2 separate regions of the Anser cygnoides genome follow, and region 1 is linked to region 2. The links are chromatin contacts, called in public Hi-C maps. All regions are on one chromosome and are shown on one strand. Each heading gives the region's core, a stretch centred on a gene start, on an enhancer-like site or on the middle of the called end of the contact. The rest is flanking DNA. Distances are from core to core; before and after follow the strand shown.

Region 1 (6,330 bases), core at 3,035-5,534, 140 kb before region 2:
CACTGTGACATTGCAGAGGGAGACACTGAGAGCAGAATATCTCTCCTCATACATCAGTGGGGAATGGATTTGGACCTCCTAAGTCCCAGTGTCTCTGTTAGACCCTACTGCAACTCCAGCACTTGGATCTGTTTCTCATAGAATATATTACTTTCCTTTGGGGAATCCCTCTTTCTCTGTATAAGAAACATGAAGTACAAGCTGTAACAAGCTCTATTAAATTATCCAAGAGATGTTGTGCTGGAGAGGATCCCTGGAAGTCATCCCCTCACTCTGAGGCAAGATCGCACTTAGCTAGATTGTCCCTGGGAGAAATTCCTGTAACTCTTCCTAGACACCTCCAGTGATGCAGCATCAACTACAAACAGAGACTGCAATGCTTCACTCCCCTTGCACTTAATTTCATTTTTTTTTTTTTTCCTACTCATTTTTGACCTCAATGTATCTTTGCAGCAAATCAAGCTTACAATTTGTTGTCCAGCTCTTGCTGCATATGGCAAGGCTTTCTTTTGGTAACAGCCTTTCCTTCATAGTGAACAACTGTTTGGGGGCCTCTTTCTCTCTTAAGGCTCTCTTTCCCAAAGCACTTAATCTTCCTGCTGTGCTTCTCTGGCCTCCCTTTGGCTTCCCTGCACTGACCTTAAGGCATGAGCTTTTTGTCCCTGTTGACCTTGTTGGCAATTTAGGTCTCATGTTCAACATGTAAGACAAACCTAGGAGTGAGGTGACTTGCTCCAAAGACCAGGATCCTGGCTGAATTCTAGCATGTGCTTCTCCTAAAGGATAATATCTCTATGAGGATTTGCTGACCCTTCTGTTAGTCTTGGGGAGGAGAGTGCTGGCCAAGGCCTGGGGAGTTCTTCTGTGGCATGTTGGCCCTCCCTGCTCCATCTGCTTTCTATTGCGCTTGAAAAGGAAATGAACTGAGCTAAATGATTTCAAAGTGACATTCCCCTCACTGCACTCTAATTCCGTAATTGCCAGCTTCATGCAGTTCCCAGTATTAAAACGTTTAGAATAATAGCCTTTGAAAAGAGCCAAGGCTTCGAAAGGGCCATGCACCACCTCTGCTGGAGCAGTAAAATGGTGGCAGAATAATTTCCATATGCAGTAGATGGGTGTTTGGTTATTTGGGGGTCAAGCATAGTTTCTGCCTTTGCCAGGAATTTCTTTAAGCCAGGAGTCAAAATTACTTTTTCCTTTGTGAACTCTTTTTAAATGCTGCGTTGACTGATATATCAGCTGTGGTTTGGTTTCCAGTTGACAGCTCAAGCTTGCTGGTGCAAATTTTGCAAATGCAAATTTTTGAACAGACAAAAGAGAGACCCTTTCTTTTTTATTTTTTAACATGGACATCTCTGTATCTCAATATAGGTGGAGAGGTGAAACAAGTTTTTACTCTTGGCCCTTTATCTGATTTATTTTCCATGTGCAGTTTTGTAAATACCTCTGCAGCAATGATAGCAGTTGCTTTGTTTAGTCTGATATCCATTAAATACATCTTCAGTGTGATGTAACAGACTGGGACAAGGAAGGCAATAGCTAGCCAGCTGACAGTGGGCAGCCACCAAAGATTTGCTGGCTGGTGGTGGTTTGCACACCACAGCTCAGGAACTGGGGCTTAGAGACTTCAGCATGCAAACCTGCAAGACTAATTGTGCTTTTTACTAAATTATTTCGTTCTCTAATGCTATCTCCATTTGCTCCGTGCATACCTTGTATTTTCCCTCCCTATATTTTTTTTTGGTCAGATGTTTTTATTTCTTGAAACCTACTTCTGAAACAGTTCTGCAATATTGGCATAACATATCTACCAGGATGGTTGCCTTTGCTGTATTGTATCAAGTCCACTTCTGGAACTCATCAGGTTACTGTAAAGACTGTTGTATGTATTCCATTAAGATCATATTTTATATGTATATCTTGCCATACCTTTAAACAACATTTGTTTTGGTTTCAGCAGAGTAAATTCAACTTTCTACTTAAATCAGGAAATAACTAGAATAAAAATAGCAAGCAATCTCTCCAGCAACAAGCATTCAGAATTTAGGTTTTCATTGTGCGCAGCTCTGAAGATGTGATGATTCCATTCAGTTAAGCATCACAAAGATCAAAAGATTTTATTGAAGTGTAAGTATCACTTTGATGTGAAAGTTGTACTGGAAACGGAATGAAAATTAGTGTCTTCTTTGACAGTCATGGTTCTTCCCAGTTCCAGTTGCGGTGTTGATACTATGGGAAAATATCCTGACCCTGTTGAGTCCAGAGGCTGTGGTTAGGTTTTGGGTGAGAGATTAGTTCAGACTTTCCTTTTCTTCAATAAATATTGTTGCCTTAAATTTTGGCTCCATCCATCTGTTTTCTGAAGTCGGAGTTTCTTCTTTTTGTCCTGATTGCAAGTTATTTCATTCATTCCAGATTTTCCAGCTTTCTCAATAATTCCTGAAATGGATGTTATTTCCTATTCCAGGCAGGAGAAGTAATATTAAAGCTGAGGCACTAGCTTGAGATTTGGAAAGTTTTGGTAGAATTGTGTGGAAAAAGCTGGCCATATTTTGTGGGAGATTTCAAAGACATAAAGTTTGATCTTTGTTGCAATTCCAGTGTGCTTGACCTTACAGAAATTGCCCTTTGGGCTAGAGGAGACTGTAGGATGGGAACAGCTCAGGAAGGTGGCTACTGAAACGGGGGCAGGAGATAAGGCAGGAATGAACGATGCAGGCCATTCCATGGGAATCTTTTTGACTGACCCTTCCTTTGCATTCTCTCACTCAGATGGTGACATAATTTAGTTGGGGGAAAATCACTTCAAAGCCACTTTCTTCAGGAAGTTTGGTTGCTTTTCTTAGCTCAGTTCTGAAGTTATCTGGAAAATTCTTGCTTCACTGACTTCTGCATTCTTTCGTGGACATGTATGTTAGTTTCTCCAGAAAATGTAATTTTTATTCTTTTACTCTTGGCTTTTCATTTTTTAAATCCCTTTAAAAAAATCTCAAATTTAAAGTAAGGACATTAATTTCCCTAAGTTATTTCTTGTACTTTATGATCCAATATTCAGAGCATTAGCATATTTCAAATGATCAGACGGTGATCTCAATTTTTAAAAAAATAAGATTCGTGGGTTAGTCCCAGAGTTGGGCCCTAAATCGGTGCCTGCAGATGAGGCACTCTGAGGCTTTAGTCTCTCTCCCTAACCAGCTTCTAGGAACACCAGCTGCAGTCATGTTCAGAAGTTAGATTGACTAGGTTTGGGACAAATTAACATAGACCTTGGATGCAAAAGCACAGCTCTGAGCTTTGCAGGGCTCCAAGTGTTTATCACATGCCAGATTTGAGGCCCAGTGGTGACTAGACCACAGCTTCCCACTGCTGTAATTCTGCTGCTCCAGACGTGGGGATGATCTTCAGAACAGACAGTGGAAACCGGGCAGAAAGTCCGTGCATACCTGCTCCCCCCTTTAGAAGTGATAGCAGTAGTACCTTGTATCAATTTCTGCGTTTTTGGCAGAAAGCAGCTGGTGATTTTGGTGGCCTTGGCTCTTTGGTGATGCAGAGATCTGCCTGCGTTGCCCTGAGCTCCAGCCACCCGAGTCCTCTGGGGAAACGACTTCGCAGGGGGATGTCCATGGTTTTTTTTTCAACAAAGCAACAGTTTCCAGCAATGGTCAGTGCCAGATGGCCCAGAAAAATTAAGTGGGCAGTTAAAGATTAGCTTGTGGCCTGAAGGCTATGGCCTTTTGAAAGAATCTTGTTTAAAAAACAAACAGAAAAAAACCCTCAAAACAAAACAAACAGGAGGAGTTTTTTGAGTTGTCTTCAGCTCAAGGAGCAGCTGATAGTGGAATGGCATGTTTCTTCGATGGCACTTCATGTCACTCGCAACGAATATATCTAAATTCTCATTTCCTGGACTCTGGAGAGGAGTCAAACATCCAGAGAGAGTTTCTCTGCTCACAGGTCCAAGCCCTCTGCATTCGGCGTGCTGCGCAGACAGTTTGTCTCCGCTTTCCTCGGGACTCCGTTGCCAGAGCTTGCCTGGCTGCCTCTGACAGCCAGTATTTCCCACTGCGTCTCCTGCACTCTTGGAGAGCTGCAGAGCAGCCTGCTGCCTTCTGCTGGGTCTGACAGCTGCTTGAGAGCCCAGCAGACAGCTCGGGCCCTGCCATTCCTGAACTGTATCCACTATCCTACATGCGATCTGGGACACGATTCCAGCTTTTGCTAAATAAAAGAGGCCATAGCTGCTCGTGCATTTAGCCTGAGCGGCCGTCAGCCATGCTCCCCGTCACCCTGGTGAGGCTCTGCAACTGCCTGGCCTCCAGCATCGCAGCAGCGGGGATGAGCCATGAAACTTTCCTCCGAATTCCTAGGTTGCTTTATGCCCCAAAGCATGAAAGTGTAGCACTTTCCAAATGCTTGTAATTCTGGGTATTTTTATTACCCGTGTGAAGGCTTACAGCAGTGTAACTTCATGGATTTCTAGCAGAATCATTCTTGATTTTTATCCATGTGAGACGAGGATCATATTCCAGGATTTTTCAACCTGGGACCATTATATTTTCAATTGGAAGCATCAGCATTTTGTCTATATACATTTCCAAACTTAAATTATTCTGAACTTTGAGTTCCACCAATTTATTTCATTGATATTTTGATTTCTTGGCCTGTTTCAGGACGGAAATGAAAGTTGAAATATCAAGATTCCCTCCAGATTGGAAATTCTGCTTTTTTAAGCAGGTCTTATGCAGCATGGGATTCTTTTTTTGCCTAATTTAACGTATATATATGTATACATACACCTCTCTGTAACGAGCACCTTGGGACCCCGAATAAAAGTTCATTACAGTTGAGCGTTCCTTGTAACAGCATTTGGCAATGTCCCAATAAATGGAGAAATGTCCAATTTTAATCCAGCAGGAATTGTATAGTAACTTCATGGAGAAAGTTCATATTGATCAACTATTAAAAATATTTTGTAAGGAATAAAATAAGTACTTCAGAAAACAAAATCTATTTACAAGTTAAATGCGGCTTGCAGTGAAGAAAGCAAAAGTAAAATCATGATACCCAGGTCAATCTCATGTCCTTGAGATTTTTCTGTGTGGGAATTTGGCACAAGCAGATCCGCTATGGCAAAATTAGAGTGTTTTGAGCATGCTGAGCATCCCTTTTAAGCTCCCCCAGGCAGCTGTTTCACACTCCCCTCTTCTCCCTGCATGCCTCCTCTTCATCTCTGATGTTTGGAGTTGTTTCTCCGCTGACCTTCGTCTTTTGCAAAGCAACTTCTTCTCTGCCTTGCAGATTAAAGCAAGGTCTTTAAACATTTAGTTCAAAAACTTTGTTTCACATTTTAATTTCCCTTTCTCCTTCTCTTTCCCCTCTATCTCCAGACTTTTCAAGACTGTGGCACCTGCAAGGGAGGAACCCTTGGACAGAGGCAGGGAGAGTGAGAGGGCATTTTCGCAGTTGGGAGTACACAGGGTAAAGTGATTTAACTTTGTCTCTTCCCTTTCATCTAATACCAGAATCTTTCCAATTCCGGATGGAAAAAAGTGGTATTTTCTCTTCTGGTGTCTTTGGCAGCACGATAGCTTAGAAGTTCCTCTTCCCTGGGGGCCGCGGGGACAATGCATGTTCAGTGCCTCTGAAAATCCTCCTGCTTAGGAGGCCCTGGCTGGAAAGGCTGGGCTAGGTCAGGGTCGGCCCTGGATGGCTACAGATCGACTCTGAATTGGGCCTGGATGCACCTGACATATGCTGACCCCATGGCTCAGCTAGTCTTTTGCTATTTTTGTCTTTTCCTTAGGGAGACAGCTTGACTGCTTAACACAGCGCTTAATTCTCAGGTCACGATCTGCATGTCTTCAGGTCATAGGGGAATTTTGGTTTGCCAAGTGTTAAATCTTCTGTGTTTATAAGCGTTAAACCTTAATGTGGTTACTGCTCTCTGCTCTATGTGTTTTGTTTCAGTCTTGTGAAGACTGACATATAGCTTAAGGGCACCGCAGACAGTAACTCCAGCTTTGTTTAAGGCATTGGAGCTAAAAATATTTCATGCTACTAATACATTATGGAAATGTGGGACACTTTACGCTTTGTAAATATAAAACTTGCATGTTAACAGAATGAGGTATTTCATATTTTCTTGCCAAGGGAAATATTTACTTAATTTATTTTATAATGCTGATTTGTACATCATTAAAAAAACACCATATTTTGTTAGCTTTTGTGTGAATTAGGGGATGGAATCTTAAATTTAATTTAAAAATAGACACCACATCATGCCACCATTTCTACATGATGTGGGAGTGCTGACCTCTTTAGTCACTT
Region 2 (5,811 bases), core at 3,183-5,682:
TGTCCTATACCCTTGCCAAAAGCTCTCCTAAGAGCATACTCAGTTAGTTTATATTACTACTTTTGAAAAAGGAAACATTAAAGAAACCATATTTTTAATACAGTATAAAGGTCCTCTGAAGGCTGAAAATGCCTCCCTCTTGCCCCACCTCACTGCAAAGGGCTAGGGGAAGTGAGAGGAAAAAGGAGTCCTACCGTCAAGAGAGCTGCCTCTGTGTGAGGCCTGAGAGCTAAGACAGTTTTACTCTAACCTTCGTTTCCCTGCAGGCGCTGGTTTTCAAAAATTGTTTCTAAGTCTGGTTGCCCAAGTCAAGACAACCATGGCTTCATTTTCAGCAAGTCTGGGCACTCTCAACACCTGTTTTCACTGTGACTGTTCAAGGGAAGAAGGACTTAGGATGCCTCCTGCCAGCCTCCCATCCTACTTACTGCAAGTGCACTTGGAGGACAGGGAGGGGAGCACCCAGTGCCTTGGCCTTTCGCTCTGTCAACTTTGTGACCATATAAACACAACTGCATCTGCTCTGCAGCCTCACAGAAAGGTCACAAAGACAGAGGAAAGCCATGGTTGTTGTATGACTAACTTGCATTTTCTTGCTCTTAAAGTAGTATAACCTCTAGCTGGTGTCTGGGACCTTTCTCCATTACCTAGTGTGTCACACCAGGCATATTCTATAACTCTTGACTTAATAATGGACATTATCCTACATATTGGGGAAAGAGAGACTTCAGACATCTTTCTAACTATGCAGTAGAAAGAACTGCTGTTTACCAAAGTGTTTCATTTTAGTGCATGTTTTTGCTTTTTTAAAATATAGAAGACTATTGTCATGGAAATACCTGATTCTGTAGCTATATTATGTGCAGTGAGAGAGCATTTCAGGTGATTGTAAAACAGTTGTGTATTGTAAATTGAGAAAAAAGTGGATGTCTTTATCTATCCATCCATCCGTCTGAACTCAGACTGTATTTTAGAAACAGATGTTATAGCCTTCATCCAGCTCAACATCTCTCTGCTCCAGCAGTTGTCCTTTCAGTCCATTCATTGTCCATGGTCACGGGTCATTATGCATGTGCCAGCTCTGGTCAGCTATCAAAAAGAACTCAGCTAAAACATGGAAGACACGATTTTCCATTTGAGTTCCCAACACTAAAATGGTATCATTTACTTTTGAAAGATTTCTTTTTTTAAAAAAATTAAACTACCACATCCAGAATTTCTTGTTCAACCATAAAGCCTTTTCCTCCTAGGGATCAGTTCAGTTCAGTGGCTGAATATCTAAATGTCAGGGATTCATATGCACAATCTACAAAATCTGGTACATACTGATATGTTGGAATAAAATTTCAGTCCCCAGTCTTGAATGGGTGGGATCCTTTTTTCTGTAAACATTATGTGGCTTGGAGGTTTGTCAGAGTTGCACCAATGTGGGTCAAACTGCATGGTCAGGGCCTTTAAGACTTCGGCAGGAAAGTTATCATTTGAGGTTCAAAGCATTTCTACTATAATATGAGAATTAAACCATGCTGCAAATTCTTAAAGTATTCAAAAAGAGGGTTAGTTTATTATCTGCAATTATCTTCTATACTGGTGTTTCTGGAGAGAATAAACATGGAAAGCTCAGTGTGTAGATCCTCCTGTCACAACTTTGCACTGATAATCAGATGGTAATCTTTGAAGATCTTCATCCCTTTTTATGCTGCAAATAGATATTTGGCTTTGTTAACCTGCTGAAGGATTTAAAAAGGAATCAACATATTCTGTAGACTCAAAGAGAAAGGACTGTTTATTTGTGCATTCTGACCTCCTGAATATTACAGCCAAAAATACTGCTTTTTCACATTTGCATTGAGCCCAATTCCTTTTATGTTTGATTAAAGTGTTACCTGCAAATGCAAACTTGTGAGCACAATTTATTTTCCAGTCTTCATTTTGAAAAACTGTGATTCCCTGAGCTCAGAATGACTGAAGTCTTGTTTGCTATGGCTTTGGATTGTCTGGTTTTCTAACAAGGCACAAGCTCCAATTGGAGCTTTTCCAGTAGCTGGGAAATTCATAACTGCTCACTACTAGTGGATCCTCTGAAGGCCTAGCAGGGTATGTTCACACTGAAGCCTTTCATTTACTAGAAACAGTATTAAGGTCAGCCTGTTTACCCATCCAACTATTTTCCTACATCTTGGTAGGAATGCAATTACGTTTGAGGTGTCTGCTTTTATCAGATATGGTGGGAATTAGTGATTGTGTCCAAAAATTGTTTAAGAGGTAATATGCGTATGATCAGTCATGTAAGCAACACTTGGCTATGTATGAGTTGTTTCCCTAGGAAATCTGGCACCTGTACTGCCAGAGATATCTGAACCCCTATGGATTTTTATTGTTCTATTCCTACTGTTCAGTAGAGAAGGAGAGATAAGAGAGGTTCATCTGATGTGAAACAGCATTCCTAGAGGATATCAACAATTACCAATGGACTAATTTCCTTCTGATATTCTGCCCATTTCTGGGATTGCTTTTCATCATGGTGGTCTTTAAAAAAATATAGGCAGACATACAACTGCCCTGTCAGATGAGAAATGAGAGTTAGTAAATTGTTTCATTTTTGTCATTTTTTCAAAGTCCTTTGTCATGTCATCAGCCAACAGGCAGGATGCAAGTGAGATATTGAGGCTTTGTTTATTTTCACTTCTGTTTCCGTTTGCTATATATGAAGATGATCCTAGATTTTGTTGCAATAATACTTTTCATTCAGAAATTTGGACCTCGTCTGATGTGAGCCCCAAACATTTCCATTTCTAAGTGCAATAAGTTAATGCCTATGTAATTATAAAGCGGTGCCAGCTTCTAACCACACTGTCTTACCTACCCTAGTCCTTTGGAAATGTTTTGCTTGCAACAACTTTATATACTAAACATGTTTGTTTAATAAAAATGTTGTTATGATAACTATAAACAACATATTTGTGACATGACTAATGTTTTCATGAAGTTGCTTTCATTTTCACAGGTCAGTGCTTCCTTTTCCAGCTTCACAAACAGTTTTCTCAATCATCTGGGCACCAAGTTGGTGCCTCAGCACTTGGATCTGTGTCCTATGATTTGATCTTCTTTTCAGAGTGTTCTCTCATTTGTCCCTGTCCATGTGCTGTTTTTCCTGACAGTTCTTTTTTCTTGTGCCACTTTATGACAGCTTTTCTCCATGATGTGCTGTTAAAAGCATATATCCAGATATCCAGAAAAAAAAAAAAGTGGAAAAAAAGAAGCAGCTGACCAATAACTTACCTAGAAAGTAAGTAATTTTTTTCTTATTTATTACGGGTGTATGTTTAGCTACGTTATAATCTACATCCATGACTTTCTGTACAACATAGGGCACATTTTGTGAATGAGCTTAAACACTATAAAATTGTAATTATTCATGAATAGTCTGTCTTTTATTGCTAATGACACACATCATACCAGCAGAGTTTGATATACCAATTATAAGAATAAAGTTCATCTGAGGTAACAGAGTTTATTCCTTTCTCAGGCATCCAGCCTGGATCTCAGCTACGAAGTAAGTACCTCTACCACATCTCATTACCAAAATAGCAACCTTCTTAATCCTTTGCTGTGAAGAACAAAGGTTTGATTCAGTCTCTGGAGCAGAAATAGGATCTTATTAATGCACTGGCAACTAAAGTGTTGTTATTTTTGTTAGAAAAGAGAGAAACAGGAATTTGCTGATATATGTTAGATTAAGGGCTTTTATTATTTTGAGATTAATCGGATTGTTAGTTAGGCCTTTTGAACGGCAGTTGAAAATCTACAAAATATCTTTTAATTTAGCATTTTGGATGAATTCAGGAGCTGCTTCTTCAGCTTCTATTCTTTGTATCTGTTCTGAAAGAGTTACTTAGGATGCCAATTAAATGGTGTATTGCTTACTCTGCAAGTGGTGGAACTAGGAGGAAAGTTCTGCCACTCTTGACAGGAGTACTGGTCTTGCTGGGCTCCATCCACTTGCCATCCATTGGATCAGAGCTTAGACCCAAGGCACCAGTGAGGTACCTGGTGCTTGGCTTTTGAGGATCAGAAGAGAACTGTGCATCAGCTTAGTGTCCAGGCTTGAACAGGTTACAAATGATGCATGAATTCTTGTTTGAAATGTTAGATCTCTGATGGTGTTTTATGGAGCCTCTTTCTTTTGAAAGATTTGCTGCCATGTAGTGTTTAGCTTCAGTAGACTGTGGAATTTGGGATCCCTGTGGAGTAGGCTCTCTATGCCTCTGGCAGCTCTTCAGGATAAAGTTGAAATCAGGATTGCAGAGGAGCCAGAGGAATTCTACTTGGTGAATTAAATGTTCTTGAGTTTGAGGACCTGGAAAAGGGTGAGGAAAGGATCTGGGTGAGCTCTCAAATTGGTATGAATGACTGGCATAGAAGGTATTGCTTAGAGCAAAAATAAATGCAGTGTAACTGATCCGCTGAGAGCAGCAAACCGTTTCTGGAAATGACTGGTGCTTGATAATTCTTAGTGATAGGCAAATGCCATGCTCCAAAATACGTGTGGTCCATTGTGCAATTCTGTGTGGGTGTGGATCTTTGCAGGTTATTGGCCTATGCCCTTTGGCATAAAATGTGTTTGTCTAAGTCTTAGTATGTAGAACTTCGGGTGTTTATCTTCATGTGTATGTGAAAGGTTCAGGGTTAAGCGAGGAGCTATCCCAGAAGCTGAGGTCAGCAGAAGTGTTCTGGCTAACTGTTCCCAGGGCTGAGTAGTAGACCAGTAGGATGGCATTTTCAGTGAACCTCAGTTTGCTGCTTCTGTTCCTTATGGTTAGGATAAATCTCATGTTTGGTCTCCAGGAGATATGACAAAGATATGTGATAGAGTCTGTAGGCTGAGACTTGTGGCTTGACTGTGTGGACTTTTATTTGTGAGCTGGATGAGATTTCTAGGCATAGTCTAAGGCAATTGTGTGTTGTATTAATTGCTATTTTATCCTGATTATTTATATCCCCAGAATGTTTTAAGTATCAAATTTTGATAAAACAGGAATGCTTCAAGTGCCAGTAGGATACAGGCCAAGCCTGTTCTCTGTTATACCCCTGTAAAGCTGGAATAATTCTATTGACTTCTGAGTGGCAGTGGTAGTACAGAAAGCAGAACTGGACCTGAGAGATGAAGCAGAGGGTGTGCATGTGTGTGCGCCTTGGGCAGTAAAACAGCTGACTGAAAAAAACAGCTAATGCACTGCTCCCATTTTCCCTTGATGGTTTCCAGCTGTCCTCTTATCCCTGGCATACCAAATGACATTAATTAGGTTCAGCTTATAAAAATAAGTGGGAAGCAGTATGCTTTACCCACCTTATAGAGCTGTACATAAATGATGTGTTACATACAACAAACTGCAATTGCAGATGCTGAGCAACACTGCGGTTATTAAGCCAGGAGATGAGTAAAGAGAAAGTTCCTTTGGCAAAGCAGTCATAGGCAGGATGGCTTCTCAGACTGTGCAATGGAAGAAGGTATGATCGCATGAAGGAAATCAATGTGTATTGCACCTGAAACACAATTGAGAGTGTCACAGACTTCATGCTTTGTTCATCTTGAGTCTTTTAGTATTAAATGAGGCAGAAGAAAGGAAGGATCTAAAGAGGAGAGTAAAGGAAGAAGGGAGTATTCTTATTTTCCCCAACCAGTAAGCATGTATTTGTAGGGTATTAACATCTTGTTTGTTGTTGCTGTTTTACATTTTTGCACATTTTTTCATTAGGGATTGTAGGTGAATTTCTCAGAGAATTTGGAAAATAAGTACAACTAAAATG

Evidence for each region. A called contact is a pair of places that touch in the nucleus more often than the background predicts.
Region 1: a contact with region 2 is called in a Hi-C map of liver, with 3 times the contacts expected there. The contact joins two enhancer-like sites. A contact is called at or near these places in 2 of 7 Hi-C or Micro-C datasets (both in liver).

Annotation. Positions count from the first base shown.
Region 1 is chr5:55,079,490-55,085,819 of Taihu_goose_T2T_genome, reverse strand. No RefSeq gene overlaps it. Among named protein-coding and RNA genes, the nearest start is that of DIO3, 33 kb to the left of the region's middle. Within about 2 kb of position 4,284, at least 2 of the 3 cell types and tissues checked have open chromatin away from gene starts, as enhancers often do. A contact at or near this core is called in liver, where this site is marked.
Region 2 is chr5:54,943,377-54,949,187 of Taihu_goose_T2T_genome, reverse strand. LOC106047813 (a long non-coding RNA gene) reads left to right here. Exons shown (of 17, transcript XR_010832008.1): 5 at 3,191-3,289. Among named protein-coding and RNA genes, the nearest start is that of DIO3, 170 kb to the left of the region's middle. Within about 2 kb of position 4,432, at least 2 of the 3 cell types and tissues checked have open chromatin away from gene starts, as enhancers often do. A contact at or near this core is called in liver, where this site is marked.